Linked DNA regions of Sus scrofa: all the other regions are linked to region 2. A link is a contact called in public HiChIP or PLAC-seq data. All regions are on one chromosome and are shown on one strand. Each heading gives the region's core, a stretch centred on a gene start, on an enhancer-like site or on the middle of the called end of the contact. The rest is flanking DNA. Distances are from core to core; before and after follow the strand shown. Region 1 overlaps SVIL (supervillin). Region 2 has its middle 130 kb from the start of SVIL. Region 3 overlaps SVIL (supervillin).

Evidence for each region. HiChIP or PLAC-seq counts read pairs in DNA pulled down with a chosen protein or histone mark.
Region 1: a contact with region 2 is called in an H3K27ac HiChIP or PLAC-seq map of alveolar macrophages. The contact joins two enhancer-like sites. A contact is called at or near these places in 1 of 47 Hi-C or Micro-C datasets (psoas muscle) and 2 of 2 datasets of contacts at active chromatin or transcription factors (alveolar macrophages and skeletal muscle).
Region 3: a contact with region 2 is called in an H3K27ac HiChIP or PLAC-seq map of alveolar macrophages. The contact joins two enhancer-like sites. A contact is called at or near these places in 1 of 47 Hi-C or Micro-C datasets (epiblast stem cells) and 2 of 2 datasets of contacts at active chromatin or transcription factors (alveolar macrophages and skeletal muscle).

What each region holds. Positions count from the first base shown.
Region 1 is chr10:41,254,327-41,258,137 of Sscrofa11.1, forward strand. It overlaps SVIL (supervillin), which reads left to right. Exons shown (of 36, transcript XM_021064788.1): 3 at 2,852-2,951. Among named protein-coding and RNA genes, the nearest start is that of SVIL, 80 kb to the left of the region's middle. Within about 2 kb of position 1,260, at least 1 of the 83 cell types and tissues checked has an H3K27ac peak or open chromatin away from gene starts, as enhancers often do. A contact at or near this core is called in alveolar macrophages, where this site is marked.
Region 2 is chr10:41,047,719-41,051,365 of Sscrofa11.1, forward strand. No RefSeq gene overlaps it. Among named protein-coding and RNA genes, the nearest start is that of SVIL, 130 kb to the right of the region's middle. Within about 2 kb of position 2,128, at least 11 of the 83 cell types and tissues checked have an H3K27ac peak or open chromatin away from gene starts, as enhancers often do. A contact at or near this core is called in alveolar macrophages, where this site is marked.
Region 3 is chr10:41,271,028-41,274,736 of Sscrofa11.1, forward strand. The region is part of intron 3 of SVIL (supervillin); the gene reads left to right. Among named protein-coding and RNA genes, the nearest start is that of SVIL, 97 kb to the left of the region's middle. Within about 2 kb of position 2,379, at least 1 of the 83 cell types and tissues checked has an H3K27ac peak or open chromatin away from gene starts, as enhancers often do. A contact at or near this core is called in alveolar macrophages, where this site is marked.

The sequences.
Region 1 (3,811 bases), core at 10-2,509, 210 kb after region 2:
GAGTTTGTGGCTGTCCAAAGTTCAGTGAGCAGTGGTGAAAGTGTTTTGTTGCTTTGTGGGAACTTTGCATGGCTGACTCCCACCCTCCCACCCCCACCCCACACACAGGCTCATTTCCTTGTAAGCTGCCTCAGCCTGGGCTTCTAGAGATGAACCCCATGCTCTCTACACGAGGAAAGAGCAGCTCTGACACCCCGCCTCCCATATGCTTCCCAAACTGACTTTTGACACCACCTCTGTCCTTTAAGAGGCTGGCAGTGTTATTGGCTGCTGTCCGGTTCAGGACCTTCTTTGAGTGAACTCTTTCCTAGGATGATGTTTTGTTTGGCAGGGGGAACGTAGATCTTTTTTTTTTTTTTGAAGTAGTTGACTTGCAGTGTTGTGCCTATTTCTGCTGTATGGCATATGTGACCCAGTCATACATATTTTATATATATATATATATATTCTTTTTCTTTTTTAATTTAATTTTGTATTAGAGTATGGTTGATTTTACAGTGTTGTGTCAATTTTTGCTCTACAGCGTAGTGACACAGTCATACATGTATATACATTCTTTTTCTTGCATGATCTTCCCTCATGGTCTCTCCCAAGAGACTGGACATAGTTCCCTGTGCTGCACAGTAAGATCTCACTGCTTATCTATTCTAAATGTAATAGTTTGCATCGACTAATCCCAAACTCCCTGTCCATCCCACTCCCTTCCTTGCCCCCTTGGCAACCACAAGTCTGTTCCCTATGCCTGTGAGTCTGTTTCTGTTCTGTAGATAGGTTCATTTGTGTCATATTTTAGATTCCACATAGAAGTGATATCATTTGTCTTTCTCCTTCTGTCTTACTTCACTTAGGATGATCATCTCTAATTGCATCTAAGGATGGTGTTTTCAAAAGGTAATATAGGAGTTCCCTGGTGGCTCAGTGGGCTAAGGATCTGGCATTGTCACTGCTGTGGTGCAGGTTTGATCCCTGGCCCAAGAACTTCTACATGCCACAGGTACAGCCCCCACCCCCCAAAAAAGAGTGATTTAAGCAAGTGATATCAGAAGGAGCAGGAAGGAAAGGGAAGCCCCTAAAACAGAAGACTTCCCCAAACCCCTCTGACTTAACCACTAACCAACTAGCCACCAACCAACTAACAGCCCTAGGACTTTCCTCTCAAGTCCAGATCTCAGGGCTGGAGCTCTGCTTGGGTCCAATGCCCCTTTCCCAGGCTGAGTCAAGGGGATGCCACACAAGGGGGACGGCCTTCTGAGGGTGACAAATGAGTTTGTCACCATGGGGGTCATCCTGTAGACACATGACGACTCACCGTTAGGACAATCACACAGGGAAGTGTCTGCTGCCCTTTGTCCTACTCTGTTGTACTTCCAGCACGGGGAAGGTTTTCCCTTTTCCTCCAGGAATGCTGGAGGAAAATCAGTGTGGAAGGTTTTTCTCTGCCCGGAATGAATGGCACAGACCATGTTCCAGCCCAGTTGCTCAACCTCAATGAGTTATTCTTTTTATTAGTAGTAGTAGTATTTTTCTTTTTAGGGCTGCGCCTGAGGCATATGGATGTTCCCAGGCTAGGGATCAAATCAGAGCTGTAGCTGCCAGCCTACGCCATGGCCACAGCCACAGCCACACTGGATCCAAGCCGCATCTGCAACCTATTCCACAGCCACAGCAATGCCAGATCTGAGCTGCATCTGCAACCTACGCTGCAGCTTGTGGCAACACTGGATTCTTAGCCCACTCAGCGAGGCCAGGGATTGAACCTGTGTCCTCATGGATACTATGTCATGTTCTTAACCTGCTGAGCCACAGTGGGAACTCCCTCAATGGGTTATTCTAGTTTCAATTTTTTTTTTTTTTTTTTTTTGGTCTTTTCAGGGCTGTACCCATGGCATATGGAGGTTCCCAGGCTAGTGGTCTAATTGGAGCTGTTGCTGCCAGCCTACGCCAGAGCCACAGCAATGCCAGATCCAAGCTGCATCTGTGACTTACATCACAGCTCACGGCAACGCTGGATCCTTAACCCACTGAACAAGGCCAGGGATCGAACCCACAACCTCCTGGTTCCTAGTCGAATTTGTTTCCACTGTGCCATGGTGGGAACTCCTCTAGTTTCAATTTTATTATGCAGTGTCTCTCTTTTTCTAAGGACCTGGGACTTTGTCAGTTCCCTCTGGTTATACACATCCAACTCTCTGATGAGTTTCAGAACATTCTGTCTTTTCAAGTCTTCCTTCATTACAAGGCTTCTTTCCCAAAGTCCCTTTATTGGGTCTGATGTCAATTTGTGTTGTGGAAAGGATTCATATTTACTCATGATAGCTCTGCTTTTAGACCAAATGTCAAATTTCATCACCAGAGAAAAATTAGAGCTTTGAAAAACCATCACATAAAAATGACTTTATTCAGTGAGTTCAAGATGAAGGGAAAAAAATGTTGTTACTATTGTTTATGGCCGCGCCTGCAGCATGTGGAAGTTCCGGGGACAGGAACTGAATCTGAGCCACAGCTTTGGCATTTAACTCACTGTACCAGCCTGGGGATCAAACTTTTGCCTCTGCAACCACCCCGAGCCACTGGAGTGAGATTCTTAACCCACTGTACCACAGCGGGATCCAAAAAAATGTATTTCTTAATTGCGTATTTTTTATGAGGGTTGAAAAGATGCTCAAATCACTGCCTATAATCTTTTGTCACCGATGTAGATGAATAATTGAATGGGAAAAAGCTCTTCTTAGAAGCAGAAAATGAATCACTGCAGCGGATCTGGCCTTGCTCACACAGGCGGCTGTCTTACACTATTGGCTGCTGTCTTTCCTAGATTTCAAAGTGGACATTTTTCTTTCCTCTTTTGCAGGAAGGGTTTGCATAGATGACCTGGAGACGCGGAGAGCTGAGTGAGGAAGAATTTGAAGTCCTTGTCCATCTGAAGCCATGATTTAAATACCAGCATTACGGTAAGTCTTTAGAAAGAAATACCACCGTTTTGTGGTTGACACGTCACTGGTTTTGCCTGCAGTCTGAGAGCAGGTTAAAGGTCATTATAAAGGGTAAATTTGTTTGAATCACATTCAGCCGATGGAGCTCTGAGAAAATTAAAGGGGCCTCGAAGGTAAGTTGTGGGACTGCAAACATCCGGGGGTGGGGAAGTGAGTCTGACAAGCTGGAAAAATCTGTCTGTCTTCAGTGGTCCTGTGTTCCAATGTCTGAAAGCAAAGCAAAGCTTAGGATTGGGGTTCTCTTTTGGAACTGAGCTCTGGCCACGACCGAACTTTCGGGGACCCTGAGTTAGATTGTTTAGAGGAGGGCAGAACCAGGCACAGAACGGGGAGTAGAAGCATCGTTCTGGGCACCTGCTGTCTGCACTGCTGCCCCCAGGGCAGTGTTTCTCAAAGTGCGTTCCACGGAACACATTTCTCTAGGCTGTTCATGCCATGGGGCAGGGCTACGGAGCTGGGTCTGTGCTCCAGGGAGTTTGAAAAACCCTGGATTAAAGTTAAATAACCTTCCCTAGTGAGGGACTTCCAATACGGAGAACCTTGTAACTCTCTACGGACGTGTGTGGTCGGCAAGGCTCGCCAGAGTCCCATGGAACATGTCTTGTAGGGCATCCTAAGACGAGAGTTCGTTTTTTCAGTAAGTATTTATTGACACCTGCCGTGTTCAGTGTTCAGTGCTTAGTACAGCATCATCAATGAGGTTAATGCTTGTGCAGAGATAGAAAATTGGTAAGCAAGGGAGAGCATTTACCTATCGGTAGGTATGATGTTGAGAGAATGGTCTTGGGGGTGAAGGGACCTGGGTTTGAACCCTGAGT
Region 2 (3,647 bases), core at 878-3,377:
CTGTGAGTGCAGCCCTAGAGAAGACACAAAGACACAAGAACAAAAAAACGAAAACAAAAAACAAAAAACTGAATCGCTTTGCTGCACAGCCGAAAAGAACACAACATTGTAAATCAACTATAGTTCAATAAAATTAAAATTTTTTAAAAATGTTGTTGAAGGCTCCTAGTCTTTGGTGTTTGATTATAGCAGCCCAAGCTAATACAATTGCCCTGTTTTGTTTTGTTTGTTTGTTTTGGCTTTTTTGGCTTTTTAGGGCCACACCTGTGCCATATGGAAGTTCCCAGGCTAGAGGCCAAATCACAGCTGCAGCTGAGGCCTATGCCACAGCCATAACAATGCCGGATCCAAGTGAATCTTCAACCTACATATACCACAGGTCACAGCAATGCCAGATCCTTTAACCCACTGAGTAAGGCCAGGGATCAAATCTGTGTCCTCAAGGATACTAGTCGGGTTTGATACCACTGAGCCATGACAGGAATTCCCCCTGTGTTTTTGTGATGAGATGTTGAACAATGGGAAGCAGAGAGAGACAGTCTTTTTTTTTTTTTTCTTCTTTTTTATAACCACACCTGCAGCATATGGAAGTTCCCAGGCTATTGGTGGAATGGGGCTGAAGCTGCCAGACTACACTACAGCCAGAGCAATGCAGGATCCAAGCCAAAATTTGTGGCAATGCTGGATCCTTAACCCACTGAGTGAGGCCAGGGATCAAAGCTGCATCCTTACCAAGACTACTTCGGTTTCTTAACCTGCTGAGCCACAATGGGAACTCCAAGACAGTCTGAGACAGTTTCACCGGGAGTGAGACAGAGAAAGGCTGGGGTGGTAAAGGAGAAGCAGGAAACAGGACAGGGACAAACGCTGTTCCATGGCGTCATGAACCCTGAGGGTGTCTCTCCCAGGGGTCGTCTCCTGATTCCTTTTCCTAACTGTCAGCAGGAACCCACAGCCGGGTGGTAATCCCCCATGGGCTCTACCACCTGCAGCTAGAGCCCTCCCCAGCCTTAGGGGGCATGTGTTTAATGGTTGGGCGCTACTTTCCTACTGAAGTCGAAAATGCTGGAATCCTGGGCCGGCCAGTGTTAAACCGGGACTAGGCACAAATAGCTCCCTGCATTGTTCAACCACCACACAAGTTCCCTGTGCCTTTTAAAAATAGCAGCGCCGTGCTGGAAATTTCTGAAAGAAGACATGTTGAGGGTGTGTGTGTGTGTGTCTGCCACACCCTCCTCTATCTTGGTTCTGAGGAGGTACAGATTTAGAAACTTCTGGAAGGGGAAGGGGAAGGAAGACGTTAGCACAGCCACACCCACACATGCCCCATCACCTCAATTCACAGCCATGTCTGCACTGTGCCACCTTCCTCCCCAGAAACAGTGCCTTAGCTATATAACCTGCCTTCTCGAAGCTGCTAGGATGCATCCGTAGAGGAATTTGTCCGGAAATAAATATGTACATTTAAAACTCAGCCTTCCTGGTTGAGATCAATTGGAAAAAAAAGTTACACTGGGTCAGAGAGACAAAGAGGAAAAAAGTGGAGACATTTTACTTATGGACCAGAAAAGCTTTTTTTTTTTTTTTTAAATCTTTTTGGCTGCCCCAAGATACATGGAGTCCCAGGGCCAAGGATCTGATCCAAGCCGCAGTCGTGACCTAAGCTGCAGCTGCAGCAACGCTGGATCCTTAACCCACTGTGCCAGATCCGGGATCGAACCTACGTCCTAGAGACACCACCGATCCCTTTCCCCACAGCGGGAACTCCCAGAAATGCTTTTTAAAGGCAAACATCTCTCCCCTCCAGGAGTTCCTGCTCTGGTGCAAAGGGATCAGTGGCATCTCTGCAATGCCCGAATGCAGGTTCCATCCCAGAGCACAGTGGGTTAAAGGATGTGGGGCTGCTGCAGCTGTGACACAGGCGGCAACTGCGGCTTGGATCTGATCCCTGGCCTGGGAACTCCATGTGCTGCAGGGGAGGCCAAAAAAAGAAGAAAAAAAAAAATCTTCCCTCCAAGCTACCTTGAAGCCCCCCTCCCACAACCACCACCCACCCCAACAAACACGTGCACACACGTACACACATGGTTCCACATGAGCCTGACTCAGCTCCCCGCGGCTGTGCAACCAGCACTAGGGTGCCTACCCAACGTGAAAGAGGCCTCAGGCCCTCTGACCCTTGTTAGCAAAAATAGTGGTGCTTGGAAGCGACAGCTGGGATGGTTGGAATGGTTACAGACATTCCAAGAGGGCCAGACACTTCTGGGGGAGCCTGTGAGTCAAGATGGAGGTGGATGTGCTCCATGGAAGGAAAGAAAAAGCTTTAAAAAGGACTCAACCATCACCTATTTGCCTCAGAGAAAGAAAGTAGTCCAGCCACGAGGACTATACCCGGGGGGGCGGCTGGCACTCCCCACAGGGGCTGGAGACCTTTGTGTAAATCACACTCTCTTATTCCTACTGTTCTTAGCAGCGCTGCCCTTTAATTTCAGAAGCAGTTTTCCTGTCTCCCCAGGTAGCAAAAGCCAGCTCTTTCTGCTTGGATCGCACTTGCCAACGGACCAGGCACCTAAGGGGTCCAGGCTCAGGGTCAATTCCTGCGTCTATTCTGCTGATATTTTGGCCATTTCCTTCCTTTTTTGGCTCCCAGTCACTGCTTCCTGCCCCGTTCTCCCTGCTGATCTCTAAGCCAAGAGTGGTTATTGGGCACTTACTGCAACCTTAGACCAGATGCTGGGTTAGGAGGCGTGCATTCTGCCCTCCCATCAGCCCGCCCATCAGCACAATCACCTTCAAGAAGAAGACCGTATGATTCTCCCAAAAAGCCATGAACTTTAGTGCCAGGAGGCGGTGCAAGAAGCCAGAAACTTCATCGAGCACGTAGGAGGAAATGAGCTTCGTGAGATCCCATGGTTAAAGTGACAGAATTGGGATTCAAACCCAGATTGGTGGACTGGAAGCCTGCACTTTGCAGTAGTGTTTTACTGATTCCTGGAGGGCTTTCAGCTCTTTCTTCTCCCTTCCTCCCCCTCCTCCTCTCTCTAGTTTTTTGTTTTTGTTTTTTTTTATTTTCACTTTTTTTTTCTTTTTTAGGGCCACACTTTTGGCACATGGAGGTTCCCAAGGTAGGTGTCCAATTGGAGCTGCAGCTGCCAGCCACAGCCACAGCCATGAGGGATCCGAGCCATGTCTGTGACCTACACCGCACCTCAGGGCAATGCCTGATTCTTAACCCACTGATCGAGGCCAGGGATCGAACCTGCATCCTCATGGATCTTGGTCAGTTGGGTCTGACCAACTGTTGGGTCATGAAGGGAACTCCCCTCTAGGTGGTTTTGTATTTGACCTTGAGTAGTTTAAAATTTAGTTGGAGACTTTGGACATGAGATATAATGTGAGACCTAAGGAAGAGAAGTTCTAATGCAGAGACCAAGTCCATATAGTAAAGGGTCTGGAAGGCTTTCATTCCCAGGACCACCTGTGCATTCTCATTACCCATCCCACTGTTCATCACATTAGTCATTGGCACCCTGCAGTCAGCCTCAATTGGTTTCCAGACTATAGGATTTGTACTGTGTCTGGAATGCCCTTCCCTCACAACCCCTCCATCAGAAGTTAGTCTTCAAGACACAATTCAGAGGATTTCC
Region 3 (3,709 bases), core at 1,129-3,628, 220 kb after region 2:
GTCCAAGTGTGCAGCCATCACTTAGATTTGTGTTTCTGGGAGTTTCCGTCGTGGCACAGCGGAAATGAACCTGACTAGTATCCATGAGGACGCAGGTTCAATCCCTGGCCACCACAGCGTTGCTGTGAGCTGTGATGTAGGTCGCAAACGTGGCTCGGATCTGGCTGCCATGGCTGTGGTGGAGGCCATTGGCTCCAGCTCTAATTGGACCCCTAGCCTGGGAACCACCATATGCCATGGGCATGGCCCTAAAAAGACAAAAAAATAATGAGTAGTGTTTCTGGAGGAGGAGGAGAATGAACATGATAACAGAAGCCTCTAGATCCTTCTAACCAAGGCCATGTGGGGTTTCTGGGCTTGGGGAGGTGGGGAAACTGTGTTTGCACAGAAAGCTGCCTGGGTACTTCCTGTTCCCAGCGTATCTCTGAGGTCTGGCTGTGTTTCCTGGTTCTCCTGTGTAAGCCGGTGCAGAGAAGCACCTTTGCACAGCAACCCCTGCAGAGGACCACAGGGACTCTGCATTTCATCCTGGAATCGGAGTCATTGGTTCTCTCCTGGTGTTGGGGATCCGCCAAGGTGCTAAACTTTGTGATGCCAACCCCAACATGGAAAGGAAAGTGCCTCTGCGGCTTCTCCTCCAGAGGGACAGCCTCCCTCCACCAGCTGGATGGCTTGCAGCCCATGTCTCCACTGGAGAAGCAACCTCTGTGGTTCTGCCAGGCGAGGAATGGACAGAAACCCCGGATTTTTAGATCTGCAGCAGCCTCAGTAGAGCAGGTCACACTTTGTCCATCTCCGGTTACTCTCAAGACCCTGAGCCTGGTGTCCATGATGTAACGCTGGTCCAGCCCTGTGAGAGGCTGTATCCTTGATGCCAGGACTCATAAAACCCGGGCCAGGCTCCCCTGCTTGGCAAACTCGCATTTCATCTGGACCATGAAGCCAGCAGTTCTGCTCATGCTGAGCGTTGCTCCACACCCATCTTGAAGCAGCAGCCTGGGAGAGGAGAGTTGGCTTGCTCCTCTGGTCTTCAAGCCAGTGACCTCCATGTGACCTTGGAGCTCAAAATATTGTCATCCAAAGCCAGTGAAGTTCCCCCTAAGCTTTGAGAGGGAGAGACAGAGAAAGGCTCAGCTTGATTGATTTTGACCGTCTGGAGGTGAGGGGTGAACTGGTTGAAAAATGTCACAACCCCAAATCATACCCTCCTTTTTTGCTTTTTATTTTATTTAAAAAATTTTGTTTTTATTTGTTTATTTTTTGCAGCATATGGAAGTTCCCAGGATAGGGGTTGAATTGGAGCTGCAGTTGCCAGCCAGCCTGCACCACAGCCACAGCAATGCCAGATCCAGGCCACGTCTGCAACCTACACCGCAGCTCACAGCAACAACGGATCCTTAACACACTGGGCGACACCAGGGATTGAACCCAGGTCCTCATGGATTCTAGTCAGGTTCATTACCCCTGAGCCACAACAGGAACTTCCCTTTTTTGTTTTTTTAAAATTACCCAGCAGGGAGTTCCTAGTGTGGCTCAGGGGTAAGGAGCCTGACTAGTATCCATGTGGACATGGGTTCGATCCCTGACCTTCCTCAATGGGTTAAGGATCTGGCATTGCCATGAGCTGTGGTGTAGTTCACAGACTCAGCTCAGATCCTGTGTTGCTGTCTGTGACTGTGGTGCAGGTCCGCAGCTACAGCTCCAATTCAGCCCAAGCCTGGGAGATTCCATATGCCATGGGTACAGCAATAAAAAGACAAAAAACAAAATTACCCAGTGGTAAAATTATTTGCCCATACTGCAGTCAGCCACCAGCTCAGACTCACAGTGGTATATTTGTGTGGGTATTCGGTGACTATCAGGTGTTGCTTCACCTGATAGTCAAAACCCTCAGTTTATGGAGAAACAGAAAAAAGAAAACGATTCCGAGTCTGGTCCCACCAGAGCAGAAATTAGGACAGAATTCGGATCCTGGTTCTTAGGCTTTTCATCCCCTAAAAATGAGCAACTTCAAGAAATACTTCCAGTCGTTCCTGTTGTGGCACAGCAGAAACAATCCGACTTGTATCCTAGAGAACTCAGGTTTGATCCCTGGCCTCGCTCAGTGGGTCGGGGATGCAGCATTGCGGTGAGGTGTGGTGTAGGTTGCAGATGTAGCTCGGATCTGGCGTGGCTGTGGCTGTGGCTGTGGCTGTGGCTGTGGCCAGCAGCTGTAGCTCCTATTAGACCCCCAACCTGGGAACTTTCATGTGCTGCAAAGTGCAGCCGTTAAAAAAAAAAAAAAAAAAAAGAATACTTCTAATGATTGCTCCAGTTCATTGCCATTTAGGAAGCAGAACTTTCCAGAAGGCAGAAGCAGCTAGGCAGAGAGCTTTGTTGTCTTGCTTTCCAGCTCTGACTGTTCTGGCCATGCTCTGACATCATCCTTCCTTCAGAAATAGGGCTTCTTGGAGTTCCCGTCTTGGCGCCGAGGAAACAAATCTGACTAGGAACCGTGAGGTTGCGGGTTTGATGCCTGGCCTCGCTCAGTGGGTTAAGGACCCGGTGTTGCCGTGAGCTGTGGTATAGGTCGCAGATGCGGCTCAGATCCTGTGTTGCTGTGGCTGTGGTGTAGGCCAGAAACTGTAGTTGCGATCCACCCCTAGCCTGGGAACCAGGTGTGGCCCTAAAGAGCAAAGAAAAAAGAAAAAAAGAAAGAAATAGGTCTTCACGAAGGGAAAGCTGGAAAGTGAGGCTTCTCCCCCAAAAGTGTGCAAGCTGGCTCTATCTTCTTCACTTTCTGCTTAGAAACTGACGAGCCGCCTTGTCACTCTTGTCACTTTCTAACTTCAGAGGGGCATTAAGTATTGATTAGTTAAACCCGAGGAGGGGTAAAAAAAAAAGGCGGGTGTTGTTGCCAAATAAACCCAAGAGCAAGAGATCTAACTGCAGGGCACAGACAGGTATGGCGTGTGTGTGTGTGTGTGTGTGTGTGTAGTGGCACCACTGCTGGGTTCTGTGGGTGCAGAGATAGGTGGGGCCCCTGCCTTCTGGAAGAGTCTAGAGGCTGGAAATCATAGACCATGTCAGGAAGAGCTCAAAGAGGAAATCAAGTCAGCTGAGTCTTAAAGGAGAGTTAGGGGTTTTCCAAGTGACCAGGAATCAAGGGTGTTCTGAGCAGAGTCCAGCTTGGACACAGCAGCCATCAGGGTGGTTTCTCATGGTCACCTACCAGGGGGAGGGATGGTGGGACAGATGGCTATGAGGTAGGAAGGGGTCAGAGGTAGTAGGGACTTAATTACCCATTGGGCCAGCCATCTTCCACCCTCTGGTTGTCACCAGCACAGGGATACTGCATGATGTCCACTTTTGTCACAGCCTCCTGGATGTATCCACATGTGAGGTTGGTGGAAAAAGCAAGACATGAAAATCCCTTCTCATCCAAAAAAGAAAGTCCACTGGAGCTCCCTGGTGGTGCAGCAGGTTAAGGATCAGGCATTGTCACTACTGTGGCTCGGGTTCCATCTCTGGCCTAGGAGCTTCTGCACACCACGGGTGTGGCCAAAAAAAAAAAAAAAAAGGTCCATAGAGGAAGTCACCATAGATCTCAGTGCATATGAGGTAACCTCTGGGTTAAATGCTATTTCCCAAGTATGTATTTGTAACCTGATCTCTTTTCCTCCTTCTGATGAGTATCCCTGGAAGAGGGTAAAAGGGACTTTTTTACAGG